Linked DNA regions of Mus musculus: regions 1, 2, 3 and 4 are each linked to region 5. The links are chromatin contacts, called in public ChIA-PET, Hi-C and HiChIP or PLAC-seq maps. All regions are on one chromosome and are shown on one strand. Each heading gives the region's core, a stretch centred on a gene start, on an enhancer-like site or on the middle of the called end of the contact. The rest is flanking DNA. Distances are from core to core; before and after follow the strand shown.

Region 1 (2,700 bases), core at 74-2,573, 760 kb before region 5:
GCAACAGCAGATCCCTGGGTTGGTGGGGAGGAGACTTATACAGGGATACAGACTCACCATTGGCGAGAGGTAATGATAAGCCCTAAAAAGAGCGCAGACTTGCTCAGAAACTCTCTATACTGGTGCCCAGTGTTACAGTAAGATTGGGAGAAGCCAGCAGGCCAGTGGGGATGCCTTGTGGAAGGAAGGAACTGGCGGGGAGCTTAGTGATTTTAGGGCTGGAAGGCGGGTGCAGGGGGACAGGAGGAGGAAGAGGAGGCCACGAGGCACAGTCACACACTGGAGCAGAGTATAGAGCGTTGAGCCAGGTGTGGAGGGCTGAGGAGGCCTCAGGTGCAGGTGACCTTGGCATCTTTCAGCCTCACAGCCTGCTTCCATTCAAAGCCTAACCAGGCTTCCCATGCCAACAGCTCCCTAGGAGGAAGAGCCTGAGAGAACCTGAGGTGACCACCGAGTCATCTCCCCATTAACCCTAATAAGTGTCAAATACTCACTTCGTTGTCAATATCACTACCTCATTTTTAAAACTCACAACTAAAGGAAGAAGAGGGTGTGCGTAAGACACAATGACCTTGTGGAGAGCCATCAGTCCCAACCTACAAACAAGCTTGTTTACGCGCACGGGGGAGAAGGCTCAAACCCGTCTGAGGATACGTAACTGTACACATACAACTACCTCTGGTCAGTGGGCAGCCATTAAAGGATGCCAGGCAGTGACAGCAGCTGTCTCCAAAGGTAACCTGCCTAAAAGTTCGGACTGGCCACAAAAGGCAATGGCCTCCTCTCCCGGGCTCAGAGCCCTTCACCTCGCGCACCTTCCCCGCCCTCACTCACTAGCGCAGCGCAGCGCCTGCCGCAGCACCTCTCGTCCGCACAGGTCACACCAGCCCGGACCGCCCCGCAGCGCCAGTTCCACGAAACGGTGCCCCTCGCCTCTCTCGGCCAAGACGCGGGGATCCTGCGGCTGCTCGAAGATGCTCCTCACGTCGCGGGGTCGGTGTGACCCAGGTCGCAGCCGCAGTCTCGGCTGCAGACCGGGCCGGACAGGGCGAGCGTGTCGGCAGTCTCGGGGCGTGGGTTCGGGGTCCCTCCGGCCACTCCTCCTGCCACCGCGATCCTCTGACGCCCCGGCCGCGGGGATCAGGGCCGTGGGGATGCAGCGGCGCGGCCGGGCGGGAGGTGGCGGCTCGGTGCCACCCAGACTCTGCAGATACCGCGGCGGCTCGGGATCTAGGAGCAGCGGGTAGGGACGTTGCCCGATGGCCGGGGAAGCCATGGCCAAGGCCCGCAGGCGGCGGCAGCTACCGAGCCTGGCCAACAGAAGGGGCGGCTCCGGTCGAGCGCGCTTTTAAAGGGCCCGCAGCCCGCGGGCGGGGCGGGGCGGGGCGGAGCCCACCGAGAGGCCGGAAGGGCAACACGCGTGACTGCGGGTCGGAGCCGCGTGGATTTAGGAGTGACTCGGCGACTAGGCGGTGGTGAAGGTCCGAGCACCCGAGAGGCTTCGCGAGCTCGGTAGGCGCCGGCTCCTGCGCCTGTCTTCAGCTCTGCCCCGTCCCCTCTGGGCGTCTCCCAGGGCGCCCTAACACCGGCGGGGCGGGGAGCAGGTGGGAAGGCAGGGCTTTGGCAACCTGGTGTGGCCCCGGGACAGGAGCTAGCCCGCCGCTGTCAGTAAGGCGGCCCGCGGATTCTCCGAGCTGCCCGTGGGAAGCTGGCTACATCAGCTCTCTCCCTTCTCACCTCTGCTACATAGACTGCCCCTCCCCGAAGACTGGGATTAGAGTGACTGGTGATCCTTGGTGATCCGGTGATCATGAGAGACCTCTCTGTGCCCCATGGGTGGACAGGAACTTTCCTCCCGAATTACGCCCCTCCCCCCTTAGTTGCTGGAGTAATCACTGCGGAAATGAATGCCAATCCCTTACACACCTCCTTTGGTATGGAAGGTCCACCTGAGCAGGGGCGCAGGGTGGAGAAGTCCGCATCCTACCAGCACCAAGGGGTGCGCCATAGGTTCCTGTCTGGCTTAAGGTTATGTCGCCACCATCTTGAAAATCCTAATTCTTAACCCGGCCTATTCTTTTTGCACTGGGTCTTGAAAATTATGTAATGGTAATAACTAGTGGGCCTGTCCACAGTGCCGTCTCAAGGGATAGAGAACAGGTGGGACTGTGGATTTTCGAACCTGTGCCCGGTCGGTCGGTCGTAGGCTAGCAAGGGTCCTGGGCCCTCTACAGGCTGGTTTTGTAGCTGCAGGCGCCTTTGCTCTTTCCAGTTCTGCGGTTCTGACTTAGGCCTAGCTCACATTCCCGCCTCCCCCTGCCCCCCTTAAATTACAGGTTTGATTGATTTAGTGGCAGCCACCAGCAAGCAACTATGGGAATAGAGTCACTGCACCAAATTCAAAAATTCTGTATTTTGGGTCTCAACAAACCACTGGTAGAAATATTGGGGGAGGGGCATGTCTATAGTGAACATGTACACACTCTTTCTCCTTACTTATTAAATAATACTGGATAGCAATGATTCATATACACTTTCACAGTACCGGTGTTTAATATAGGCGGGGTTAAAATGCATAGGTTCTCTCTGCACACAAGCTACCTTATAAAAGGGATGAGAACCCTCAGGTTAGAGTATTGGGAGCAATAATGTATGTATAGAATGTGTGGGGATTCTGAAACCAGACCTGGAATTGTCTAT
Region 2 (2,799 bases), core at 76-2,575, 850 kb before region 5:
CTAACACAACTTAGGACCACCTGCCCAGGGATGGCACCACCCACAATGGGCTAGACCTTTCTACACCAATCCTTAGTCAAAATGCCCTACAGACTTGCCTACAGCTCAGTCTCCCACGGAGGCATTGTCTCCACTGAGGCTCCCACTCCTCAGATGACTCTAGCTTTTGTCAATTCCACAAAAGAACTAACCAGCATGTATGGATTTATGCTCTTGATTAGGAGAGACTGGGTGTGGCAGTGCCTATGTCTCTGAATCTTGGCTCCTACTTATTGGCCATTAATTTCTAGGAAGGCAATCGACATCTTCGGATCTACAATAGTTTCCCCAGTTTGAAATGTCTAGTATTCCCCTAAAATTTTCTTCAGTTCTCCAGACCACAAACACTCGGTGGTACATATCCTAAATGTGACTTCATAGCAGTCCAAGGAACAGGAGTCTGCAGGTAATGCTTTCCTCTAGGCTCCTCTGCCTTTGGTTTGGGGTGAGGTGCTTCTAATAAAAGTCTGGAGGCTCAGAGGTGTAGAAGTTGAGGCTAGCAACTAGGCCCTAGTATATGACAGGTAGAGATTGCCAGGCACTTTGGACAATCAATGTGAAATTAGTTTAGCAACTAGGATGATGATGATGATGACGACGACTATGATAATGGTTACGGTTAGTGAAAGGGCACTCTGCTCCGAAGAGCTGATATGCAAACGCTAGTTTAATAGAACATAAGCAACCTAGGTTTAAGTTTAATTTAAACCTAAGTTTAAATCCTTGTCCGTAGAGTACACAGTTGTTTCTCTGAGGGAAGCCCCATCTTTGTTATTGAACTTTGTTACTAGTAGCCTGGGCAAAACCGAATCCAGGGTGGAGTGTATTCCTTGTTGCTGCTATTATTACAGCGTGCAAATTAAACGTCAAGGAGGAAAAAAAAAAAAATCCTAGCTGAAGCCTTTAGTTTGTAATACCATATAAAGATATGGATAAATAAAAGCCTTTAAGCATTTAAAAGCATTTTTAAAAAGAGGGCGAACCAGCATTCAATGAAACCTGCAAGTTTAATAATATATGAATTCAAAAAATAAAATATGAACTCAGTTCATTTTGTGGACTTGACGCATGTCGAATAGACTGCAATCAGGCAGTTTCTTCTCAACGCCGTATCTAAAGCGGATGGAGCAGAAAGAATAGAACTAAGACGTTGTTTGCACAACTGGCGTCCCTAACTACAGACCCGCAGGCTCCTAGGTACACCCGGTTCCAAGTGGAAGAGCGGGAGCGGAAGTTCCGGAGTCTGTCCCGCCCCTCCCCACCTGGCGCTGCGTCAGTTCCGGGCCAGCATCAGGGCTAGGGCCGGGTTCCTAGCAGGCTGTTTTTTGGCGCCGAGTCTCAGCATGGCTGCCTCCAGGGTTGAGGGTCCGGGAGCCGCCACTCCTTCGTTTTGTTGACCGCCCCTGGCGTCTGTGCTCTTCTTGTCTTTCCTGAGCTACTCCAGCAGACATGTTCGCTAAGGCCTTTCGGGTCAAGTCCAACACAGCCATCAAGGGCTCGGACAGGTGAGGGAGAGAATACTTTTGCTTAGCCTAGCGAGGCTCCTACACTTGTAGGGCTGCACATAGAGACCCCAGGGAGCCAAGCAGGGGTGTTAGAAACATTTTTGAGGATAAGGTGTGGGGGTGTCTCTTTTTATCTTCCAGCTGGTCTTTTGGACAATAAAGTTGAGTTAGCGTGTACTGGGCTCAAGCTAGGTTTTGTGGGAGATGTAAAATGAGGGAATATAAGTCCTCCATGGAGTTTAGAGTCCATGGGAGAACTCAGATGGTGTACCAAAACTAAAAGTATAGGGGGGGGGGGGGAAACGCCTAAACGATTATTCCTGGCCGGAGAGACTGGTGTCGGAGAGGTCCGTGCCCTGAGGTGGCAGAGCCTAAGAAAGCTGTGGTAAGGAGAGATGTTAACTCTCCTTTTTAAGTCAGTGTCGTAGACACGGATAGCTCCGCAGGGATTTTGGAGCCAGCTTTCTTTAGGTATCATTCTTGGTGCCATAGTAGCCTTTTAATGAGAGGTTGACAGATTGCCAACCAGTCTAAGACAGGAGTGGGGACAGCATGTGAGGTCATCTGTGTTTCCAATGACTTTCTAAAGACTAACTTTGGTTGCTTAGTGAAAATAGGTGTTCCGATGGAATAATATGCCCAGGAGGTCTTGAGAATAATGAATAAGACAGATAATAGGATTTGGAAAAGCTGAGAAGGGGGCATCACGAACCAGGCAGTCTTTCTTCAGTCTTTATGATTTGTATAGTCATTCTGAATGTCTGTATTTATTAATGTGCATCGTGCTGGTGTGCTTTCTGCAGGAGAAAGCTCCGGGCCGATGTGACAGCTGCTTTCCCTGCCCTGGGAACAGATCAGATCTCTGAATTGATACCTGGAAAGGAAGAGCTAAATGTTGTGAAGTTGTATGTTCACAAAGGGGATTCGGTGACTGTGTACACGAGTGGTGGTAACCCCATCCTATTTGAACTGGAGAAAAATTTGTATCCAACAGGTATGGTAACCAGATGAAATGCCCAGACTGCAGCCCTGGTGAAACACGTTATTCTCTGTTGATTTGGTGTGATATTTGTTTTTGTTTTCCCCCATAAACATACCTTTTCAAATGAAATAAACACAGAATTTCCCAATACTATTCCTAAGGATCTTCTGGGACCTAGTGTTTCCAGAATTGACCTTTTCACCGTAAGAGGGATAAGAAACAAACGAAACCCCCGGCCCCCCCCCCAAAAAAAACCCAAAACACATGGAAAAA
Region 3 (2,700 bases), core at 49-2,548, 800 kb before region 5:
AGGGACAGGACTGGGCCCAAAGTGTGCCGTGCAGAGCCCTACCTGCACCACGCAGGTTGTGAAACCCTTGGTGAACGGTGAGTGGCCCACTCCCCTGACTCAGGGCCAGGCAATGAAAGACATGATGCTAGGCTGTCCTCCTGGTTCACACGTCATCCTAATAGGAGATCACAGCCCTTGTCATATTCATCCTGGGGTTCAGCATGTTCCAGAAAAGCAGTGACACTGGGGGGCAAGGACTAGTGTGTTTGCCTGCATATGTCTGCACACCACCTATGTGCCTGGTGCCCCTGGAGTCCAGGTGTTGGAGTCTTTGGGACTGAAGTTACAGATGGTTGCTGGCTGCCACTGGACAGTCAGGAACCTAACCCAGTACTTCTGGAGGAGCCAGTGCTTTTAACCTCTGAGCCACCTCTCCTAACTCAGCCCCAGTGTCTGAGCGAGGGTTTCTATTGCTGTGAACAGACAGGCACCATGACCAAGGCAACTCTTATAAAGGACAGCATTTAATTGGGGCTGGCTGACAGGTCCAGAGATTCAGCCCATTACCATCAAGGCAGCAGCCACAACCAAGTTCCCTCCTTACAGCTGTGCTAAATTTGACTTGCATTCCCAGAAGCCATCCTTCCTTCTCGTGTTCTCTCTGTTTGTCAAAATCTTCTTCTGGGGGTCAGGGAGACAGCTCAGTCAATAAAGGGCTTGTCACACAAGCACGGAGACCTACGTTCAACCTCCAACACCAATATAACAAGCCTGGCATGATGCCACGCACCTATGTTCCTGAACCAGGGAGAAGGAAACAGGAGGGTCCTCTGGGCCTGTTGGCCAGCCAGGCCAGCTGAGTCACTGAGTGTTAGGGTTAATGTCATGAGTGGCCAAGGAAGGTATCTGATGCCCTTCCCAGGCCTCTCGTGCACATGCACACGCATACATGAGCATTCTATGTATACTCCCCTGCACATACCACCCCAACACACAGAAATAAGGTAAATAGCATTCTTGAGGAATGGGCATTGAGGCTGTTCTCTGGCTACCACATGCATACATACATAGATGTATGTGTTCAACACACACACACACACACACACACACACACACACCCCTTCCTCTGTCCTCTGCTTCCTGTCCCCCAGTGATGACCACACGTCCCACACCTTCCTCAGAAGCATCCTTTCCCAGATGTCTTATTTAGGTTCAATCTTAAGACCGCTATCTCCCGTCCCTGGGGTGGCATTTCTGAGCATGACATGGGGCCATGTAAAGCAGACTACTCAGTTTTTCCACAGACGATTTCCTGTCTTACAAGATAAGCATCTGTATACCATTTAGGTTAGACTCACTCGAGATTCACTTTCTCGGAGACACTAGCCCACACCATGCTTCTCTTGCTTGACTGCCAGGCTAAGAGCTCCGACAGAGTCTGGATGCATATAGACTGTGAGTTCGGTTGGATTAACTCAGCCACCCACACCAAAAAGCTGAAGCCCTGAAGAGCTCATGATCAGGCTGGGGTCAGGTCTAGAATCTGTGCCCTTGTTGTCCTTTCATGAAACTAGAGAACAGGAGCGTTTCTGTTCAGCAACTTTCTCCCTCAGGTCCCCCATCCAGTGTGCGGCTAATCTTGTAGAATCTGGGGTGGGGTGGCCTTCTACTGTGAGATTTTAGCCCTCATGGTACTACCCACAGAAAGGAAGGTCCTGCTGCCATGCACCTCGGGGCTTCGGGAATGACCATCTTGGAAGCCCACTGCTCACAGGCTGTGGGGAGCACAAAGAAATGTCTCAGGGACTCCCAAGCTTTTCGGGGGACAGAATTGGAATTCCATCCCTTTTTAGAGGCAGGCTCTCAGGTACTATACTGTTTTGAAGGTATCTGGCTCTGGCACGGCAAGAATGAGTTCTCCCTATGCCGGGCAAAGTGGCCTTGGGAGGCTCCTGTGTGGAAGGTCCTGGGTGCAGGAGAATTGTTAGGTCAGGTAGAACTGCTGGCTCTGAAATGGTAGGGAATTGACAGACGCCACGGCACAGGGTATGCCAAGTGTAGCCAGAGTCAGGTAGAGAGAGTTGGCTCTCCTGTGGCACATGTGGACGGGCTGGCACCTGTCTGGCCACTTCTGGAATTCACTGGGAGAAAGACGAACCATTCCTTCTCTAGGAAACGAGTCAGGACAGAAACATAGGCTAAATTGTAATCATGAGAACCAAGAAAGCAAACGCTGAAGAGACCGGGTGGGAATCTGATGCAGTCTGTTCCCTCGCTTCCCAAGTCTGCCAGGAGAGACTGGGCTGGATCTCTGCCTTTTCCACATTCATGCGAATGTTCACAAGCTAGAGGTGGCAGATCACCTCCACTTTATGGTGGACAGAGGATGGTGGTAGTAACTGCCCCAAGGAAACAGAGAAAACAGCAACAACAACAACAACACCACCTCCAAAAAGACCAAAGAGGTAAGCTGTAGAACAAATGCAGAGAGCCAAACAATAATATATGTAAGTGGACTCCTCCAGAGGAAAGCAGTCAGAGGGTGGAAAAACCTGAAGAAATGCCTATAAATTTCCCAATTTTGAGGGCAACATAAATCCACACAGCCAACAAAGCGAATGAACCCCAAGCAAAAGAAACATCCACCAGCAAAGCACATGATACTCAAATAGTCAAAAGCCACAGCAAAGAGCGGGCCAGGTGGTGGCGCACACGTTT
Region 4 (2,700 bases), core at 118-2,617, 820 kb before region 5:
AATCCTATAGGGCACAGGAAACTGCCAAGAGCAGTGGGCATTGCTGGGTCTGTATGGCTCCACCTTCCCAGCCCTCCACAGAGACGAGCCGACATCCTCTTTCATTCGAGGCTCTTGCATGGTCTGCTCCTGTGCACTTTTCACCCACAGCTCCTGATGGTAACTACTGGGTTGGTGGTCCAGATACCTTCTCTGACACACTACCTATGGCATTCCTATTGTAAGATCATGAACATAGAAAATAAATATGCTGATAGCCCATTGCTAGTGAGTAGCCAAGTAGGAGCAAGAATGAAGTCCATATAAGCATGGAGTCAAGTTCTCAACTGAGCATGTGGCCACCCTAGGGCAGCCCCTTCTGCTATCGGGATCAGCACCCCACCACACCAGTAATGGTCACTGAACTTTAACACTGCAGGCCTGGGATGAACAGATGATAAAACAAGACCTGGCCTGTGGAACATTCATCTAAGCTGGCCTATCAGTGGGTCCAGCTCTAGGCATCCCAGTGGGTTTTGCATCATCTATGAAGCTGGCAAAGAGGGACTCCTAACATCTGGAGTGAGGGCAGCTGGCAGGATGTAGGGGCCTGCCAGTATGTCCTCTTACTTGATCTTGAAGAATGCCCAAGAGAAAATAGTTGCTGGGACATCTCCTGTTTGCTTAAAGTGCATAACTCACGTGAGCCTCACAGGCTGTCTTCACCTGACTCATTCATCTGGAGGCTTCCAAACGGATTCCTCTCATTTGTCTTCACTTCTGGGACTCTCCATTTCCAGTCTCCACATGCTGGATACCTCTCTATGGACCAGATGTGCCTGGCTATGGCCCTGCCTTGCTCTCTGGTCATTTCAAGTCAGAATGGGTAGCTGGGTGGCTGCTGTTTTAGCCTTCATTCTACTCATCTCAGGCAGGCTGACTGTCATTCCTGGGACATTCTCATATTCATCTACAAAAAAAGAATTAAGTGATGGAAAACTCTAGAAGTCCCTGGAAGACCTCTGTTTTCCGTTCCAGCCATTTCCTTGTTGAAAAAGCAGCTGTGTTGTGGCTGCTGAAGGCCTGCTTCCACGCCCACTTTGGACCACAGTGAGTCACAGCTGCCTTGGCTTTAGGTTTCTTCTTCCTGTTCCACTTTTTTTATTCATTACATCAACCGATCTATTCTGTTCCCTTTCCACAAGGCTGGAAAATGATGCAAGTAGCCATGGGTACCTTCCAGACCAAGGCAGAAGATGGCATTCCTGACCTCAGCATTGGAAGATCTGGTCTTGGGGGGGGGGGGCGGTCGATGAGCTCCATCTACCTAGGAGCGTCAGCAGCCTGTGTGTGCCCAACACTGTGAACCTTGCTCACATAGAATGTCAGCGCCAAATGTCAGCACCCAGTTCAGTCTGGCTGCTGCCCACACTGAACCTGCCAGGCAAGATCTAACCTACAGATGGAATGAATCACTTTCCAAAGTAGGCCAATCAGTGAGCCCCGTCCAGGAGCTCAAAATCCACCACCTGGGAAACACCGTAGAATCTAGATTATGGACTCTTAAAACTTCCAAGCACATTGGCGTCATCTGGGGATTTTCTAAAAATGTGGTTTCCTGGACTTTCTCCTTAGAGAGTGATCTGGGATTGATCTGGGGTGTAGTCTGGGAACAAGAATTTTTGAAATCTATTAGATGATTTCAACATGTTGCAGAGTTCACAACAATTCCATCCAGCTACAGAGCTACTATTTTGGGGCCAACAGATAAAAGCTGGCCCCACATTTTACCTAAAAGGCAGAGTCCGCTGTGTCCGAGGACAAGGCAGGCTCTGGTTTCTGTTCATCTGACACAATCTCAAGCCCTCACAGTGCAGGACGTGTCTCTCTAATGATGGACACAAGGCAGAAGCCAGGAAGATACACGCTTATGTCTTGGGGCTCCCCAATGTCCAAACAGAATGGGGAACTCTTATAATTTAGTAAATCTAGGTATTATCCTGTCAGGTGTCTCTCCGAGAGTTTACCCATCTTGGGACTTGCAACATGGAATTGATTCTCTCTGACTAATCCCTGGCAGCAGCTAAGCTGTTTTCAGCATGCCTGGCTCATCCATGGTACTGCTGAAAAGCTGGCTTGTCTAACGTCCTAAGCCACAAAAGGCTGTGACCACTGTAAGCTCTTGAAGGTACTGCAGTAAGGAAGTTATAAAGTGGAGGCATGACAACCACGTGACAGGCTGTGTGCCAGTCATAAGAGCACAGATCCCCTCCCCCCCCATTCCCTAATATCTATTAAAACGCCCTCAGTGGGTTGGGAGTGGTGGCAAGCACCCATAACCCCAGCACTTAGGAGGCAGAGGCAGGAGGATCACTGCAAATTCAAGAGCAGCCTGGTCTATATAATGAACTATCAGAACTATTATCTCAAAAAACCAAATAAAGTCAAAATATCTTTAAAAAAAACCCCAGCACAGACAGCTTTATGCTAGGTCAGACTTTGCTGTATTTTATCTTCAAGGCAACACTGGCTAGGTCCACAGTGCAATCAGAGACAAACGGGAATCTTCATTTTGGTTATTCTGCTCTAAGGATGACCCTCTAAGGAGTGAGGCCGGTAGCTTCTAGAAATCTCCAGCCAAGTTCACAGAGTGACAGTGGGCGGAGGCAGAGGAGAGTGTGTCCACCCTCAGTGCTGGCTTTGGCTTGATCTAAATCACAC
Region 5 (2,775 bases), core at 182-2,681:
TAAAGATCTGTACAAGAGCAAGCAGTTGACATTCCATTGTGAACAGAGCATAGACGCCCCGCCCCTAGCTGAAGAGCTATTGGCCTTTGATGGGTGCCAGAATGAGTCAGTTTTCTTTAGAGGTGGGTCCCTGACCACGATCTAGTGGACTAGTGGACTGTCTCACATCCAGGCATATATGGGCAATACTAACTGGACTCACTGGGTTAAGAAACAATGAAAAAGAGGGCACATAGGGGGATCTGGGAGGAGTCAGAAAGGTGAGGGAGGGGGACTATGTTTAAAATATATTGTATGCATGTATGAAATTATCAAAGAAAAAATTATATATATAGATATCTGTATCTATATATCTATATAGATATCTATAGCTATATATATATGAAACTGAGCTTGGTGTTAAAAGCCTGTAAATTCATCACTTGGGAGGTGGAGGAAACAGGATCAGGAGTTCAAAGTCAACCTCAGCTCGGACTTCATGAGACCTTGCTTCCAAACACAAATCACATTTGTAAGAACCAGCTTACGCTTAACATCCTCATAATGTTGATACTGAGACAGGGTTGCTGAGAGTCCAACCCCAAATTGAGTGGCACAGTCAATCCCATGAGAGCTTTAAGTACAGAAACTGTCTCAAAAAGCCTAAGTAAACAAACAACACACTCATTCGTTTAGTGGGGCAGGGAGACAAAATGGAACGCTCAATTGCCTCAGCTGCGAACACTTGTGAACCTTGGAATTGGGTGTTGATTTCTGCATCCCTTCTTTGGATGTTGCAAGTTTTGAAAATTAGGTTTTCACAGTGACTTTACAGGCAATGAATTGGGTGTTTCGGATTCTTAAGTAAAGTCACTTAGACTGGACGTGGTGGTGCACATCTGTAAATATCTGTAATCCCACCACTTGGGGCCAGGAGTTGAAGCAGAAGGATCTCCTATGAGTTCAGAACAGCTAGAGCTACGTGTTAAAATACTGTTTCTAAACCAAAAAAAAAAAAAAAAAGAAAGAAAAAGAAAAAAGAAAAGAAAGAAAGAAAGTTAAAGCTCTGGACCAAGCTAAGTTGGTAAGGGGGAAAGCTTTTCCCATTCTAGAGAGACCATTCGTCAATGATTCTGATCAAGTGGTGGTGGTAGCTCGCAATGTAAACCAGTGGGCGTCGTCCTCACACGTCAGCTCCGCCGCCACAGCCCTGGGCCCAGATTGCTACCCCGAGAGCCCTAAGCAGGACTTTGGGCCTGCGAGGAAGTACGAATGTCCGGCAGAGCAGGAGTCCCCGGAGCGAGTGCACGGGACGGACTAACAGGGTACGTACGGGAGCCCCGGGCCAGAAACAAAACACTGGCTTTGGGGCCCGGCCCCTCCCCCGGAAGTGACGCTCGCGCTGCTTCGGCGTCGAGGAAGGGCCCCGGCAGTGCCGGGGGGGGGGGGTTTGAGAGTGGCGGAGGCCGCGGAACGACGGGAGACGGCGGCCGTAGTGAAGAACGTCGAGCGCACGCACGGCGAGTGGCAGCTTAACTATAGCCACTTCGCCGTCCCGGCCGCGTGTGCGAGGGCGGGGCTCGAGACCTGCGGCAGCGGGAGATGCGGGCGGCTGCGGGCACGCGGCTGGCTCGGCTCGGCCGCCGCTTTCTCGGGCCCCGGCGCGGGGGTCGCCACTGTTCGCCGCGCGGTCTTTGAGGTCCGAGTGTGAGGAGCGGTGGGCGACAGAGTCTCGCACCGCGTTCAAGGCCGAGGAGTCCCGTGCCCTGCCTGGTGAGCAGCACGCCCACGCCCCGTCGGGGTCTCGCACCACCGCCCCTCAGCCAGGTTTCCGCGCGGGCCGGGCGGAGGTTGCGGGCGCGGCAGGAAGTGCACCGGGCGGAGGGAGGGGCGGAGCTTGGTGGCGGGAGGGTGGGACCTGGTGGGTGGGCGGGGCCCGCTGGCGCGCTCTCCTTGGGGGAGCAGCTCGGTGGAGCTCAGGTGCTCGCCGGAGCGCCCCCTCCGCCTTGCCCGCACCTCGGTGGGTCGTGAGAAGTCCCTTGGGCGGAAGGTGGCAGCGGTTTTTTGTTGCCTGGGTGGGGCAGAGGGGAACGGTTTTAACTTGCCGGAGTGGCAGGAAGTTGGAAAGTGAAAGTGCTTTCTTGGCTCGCCCACGGGCCGGAGGTCTGCGTCTCCCCGCACTTTGATCTCGGGGCGCGCGGCCTCACGCCGCATTCTTCCCTTCCCCAAGCTCGCTGTCCATCCGGCCACAGGTTTTTCTTTCTCTACTTTTCATCAGTCCTCCTCGCTTCCTGTACAGCTGTGGCAAGCTTTTCCTCGGAAAAGCATTGGAAACATCTTTGAGGGGAGGAGTTTTAACGGGCATCGGCAAGGAAATAAGGGGGAATTTGTTGGGTGAACTCAGAAGACACGGTTGGCATTTTCTCGAGCCCTTGCAATGTGAAGGTTAGGTCATTTAAGTAAGAGTCTTTCAGTAGAATGGCTGCCGTTCTAAGGTCAGAGCTCTTCTCTCTTCCCCCCCATGCACAGAACGTGGGGCTTCTGTATTTCCGGCTAGGAGTGGTGTTTTTAAAAGAGTATGATTCAACTTTTCCTTGTAGGAACTCTTTGTTCTTTGATCTTTGGTTTTATTTTAAAATGGAAACTGCTTACGTGGAGTTTGTTACATTTTTGGGGGGGAAATATTGTCTTAACTTTTGGGACACCATTATATATTTGAGGCAGGGGATGTACTCTTCAGTCACCAGCACAAAAAGGTAAAAAAAAAGTATACATTTAATATCCTCTTGTGGCTCT

The links. Hi-C and Micro-C count contacts between places; a contact is called where the count stands out from the background. ChIA-PET counts read pairs in DNA pulled down with a chosen protein or histone mark. HiChIP or PLAC-seq counts read pairs in DNA pulled down with a chosen protein or histone mark.
Region 1: a contact with region 5 is called in a FOXA1 HiChIP or PLAC-seq map of pancreatic cancer cells. The contact joins the promoter of Rassf5 here to the promoter of Elk4 in region 5. A contact is called at or near these places in 2 of 115 datasets of contacts at active chromatin or transcription factors (pancreatic cancer cells and thymic regulatory T cells) and 1 of 9 other capture datasets (pancreatic islet).
Region 2: an RNA polymerase II ChIA-PET map of memory CD8 T cells shows a contact between it and region 5, with 10 read pairs. The contact joins the promoter of Eif2d here to the promoter of Elk4 in region 5. A contact is called at or near these places in 1 of 39 promoter capture datasets (erythroid cells), 1 of 484 Hi-C or Micro-C datasets (B cells) and 3 of 115 datasets of contacts at active chromatin or transcription factors (embryonic stem cells, memory CD8 T cells and pancreatic cancer cells).
Region 3: a contact with region 5 is called in an RNA polymerase II ChIA-PET map of memory CD8 T cells, with 78 read pairs. The contact joins the enhancer-like site here to the promoter of Elk4 in region 5. A contact is called at or near these places in 5 of 484 Hi-C or Micro-C datasets (CD4 T cells, CD8 T cells, memory CD8 T cells and 1 more) and 2 of 115 datasets of contacts at active chromatin or transcription factors (memory CD8 T cells and thymic regulatory T cells).
Region 4: a Hi-C map of CD8 T cells shows a contact between it and region 5, with 5 times the contacts expected there. The contact joins the enhancer-like site here to the promoter of Elk4 in region 5. A contact is called at or near these places in 3 of 484 Hi-C or Micro-C datasets (CD8 T cells, memory CD8 T cells and regulatory T cells).

The regions. Positions count from the first base shown.
Region 1 is chr1:131,243,855-131,246,554 of GRCm38.p6, forward strand. Rassf5 (Ras association (RalGDS/AF-6) domain family member 5) reads right to left here and starts at 1,324. Exons shown (of 6, transcript NM_018750.4): 1 at 835-1,324. The coding sequence starts at 1,276. Gm28913 (a long non-coding RNA gene) reads left to right here and starts at 1,236. Exons shown (of 3, transcript XR_878525.3): 1 at 1,236-1,512.
Region 2 is chr1:131,151,882-131,154,680 of GRCm38.p6, forward strand. Eif2d (eukaryotic translation initiation factor 2D) reads left to right here and starts at 1,326. Exons shown (of 15, transcript NM_001136070.1): 1 at 1,326-1,544; 2 at 2,348-2,538. The coding sequence starts at 1,489.
Region 3 is chr1:131,203,368-131,206,067 of GRCm38.p6, forward strand. All of the region lies in intron 2 of Rassf5 (Ras association (RalGDS/AF-6) domain family member 5), which reads right to left. Among named protein-coding and RNA genes, the nearest start is that of Gm28913, 40 kb to the right of the region's middle. Within about 2 kb of position 1,299, at least 41 of the 459 cell types and tissues checked have an H3K27ac peak or open chromatin away from gene starts, as enhancers often do. A contact at or near this core is called in CD8 T cells, memory CD8 T cells, regulatory T cells and 1 more, where this site is marked.
Region 4 is chr1:131,183,399-131,186,098 of GRCm38.p6, forward strand. The region is part of intron 2 of Rassf5 (Ras association (RalGDS/AF-6) domain family member 5); the gene reads right to left. It also overlaps a transcript of Eif2d not described here. Among named protein-coding and RNA genes, the nearest start is that of Eif2d, 32 kb to the left of the region's middle. Within about 2 kb of position 1,368, at least 133 of the 459 cell types and tissues checked have an H3K27ac peak or open chromatin away from gene starts, as enhancers often do. A contact at or near this core is called in CD8 T cells, memory CD8 T cells and regulatory T cells, where this site is marked.
Region 5 is chr1:132,006,189-132,008,963 of GRCm38.p6, forward strand. Elk4 (ELK4, member of ETS oncogene family) reads left to right here and starts at 1,432. Exons shown (of 5, transcript NM_007923.3): 1 at 1,432-1,752.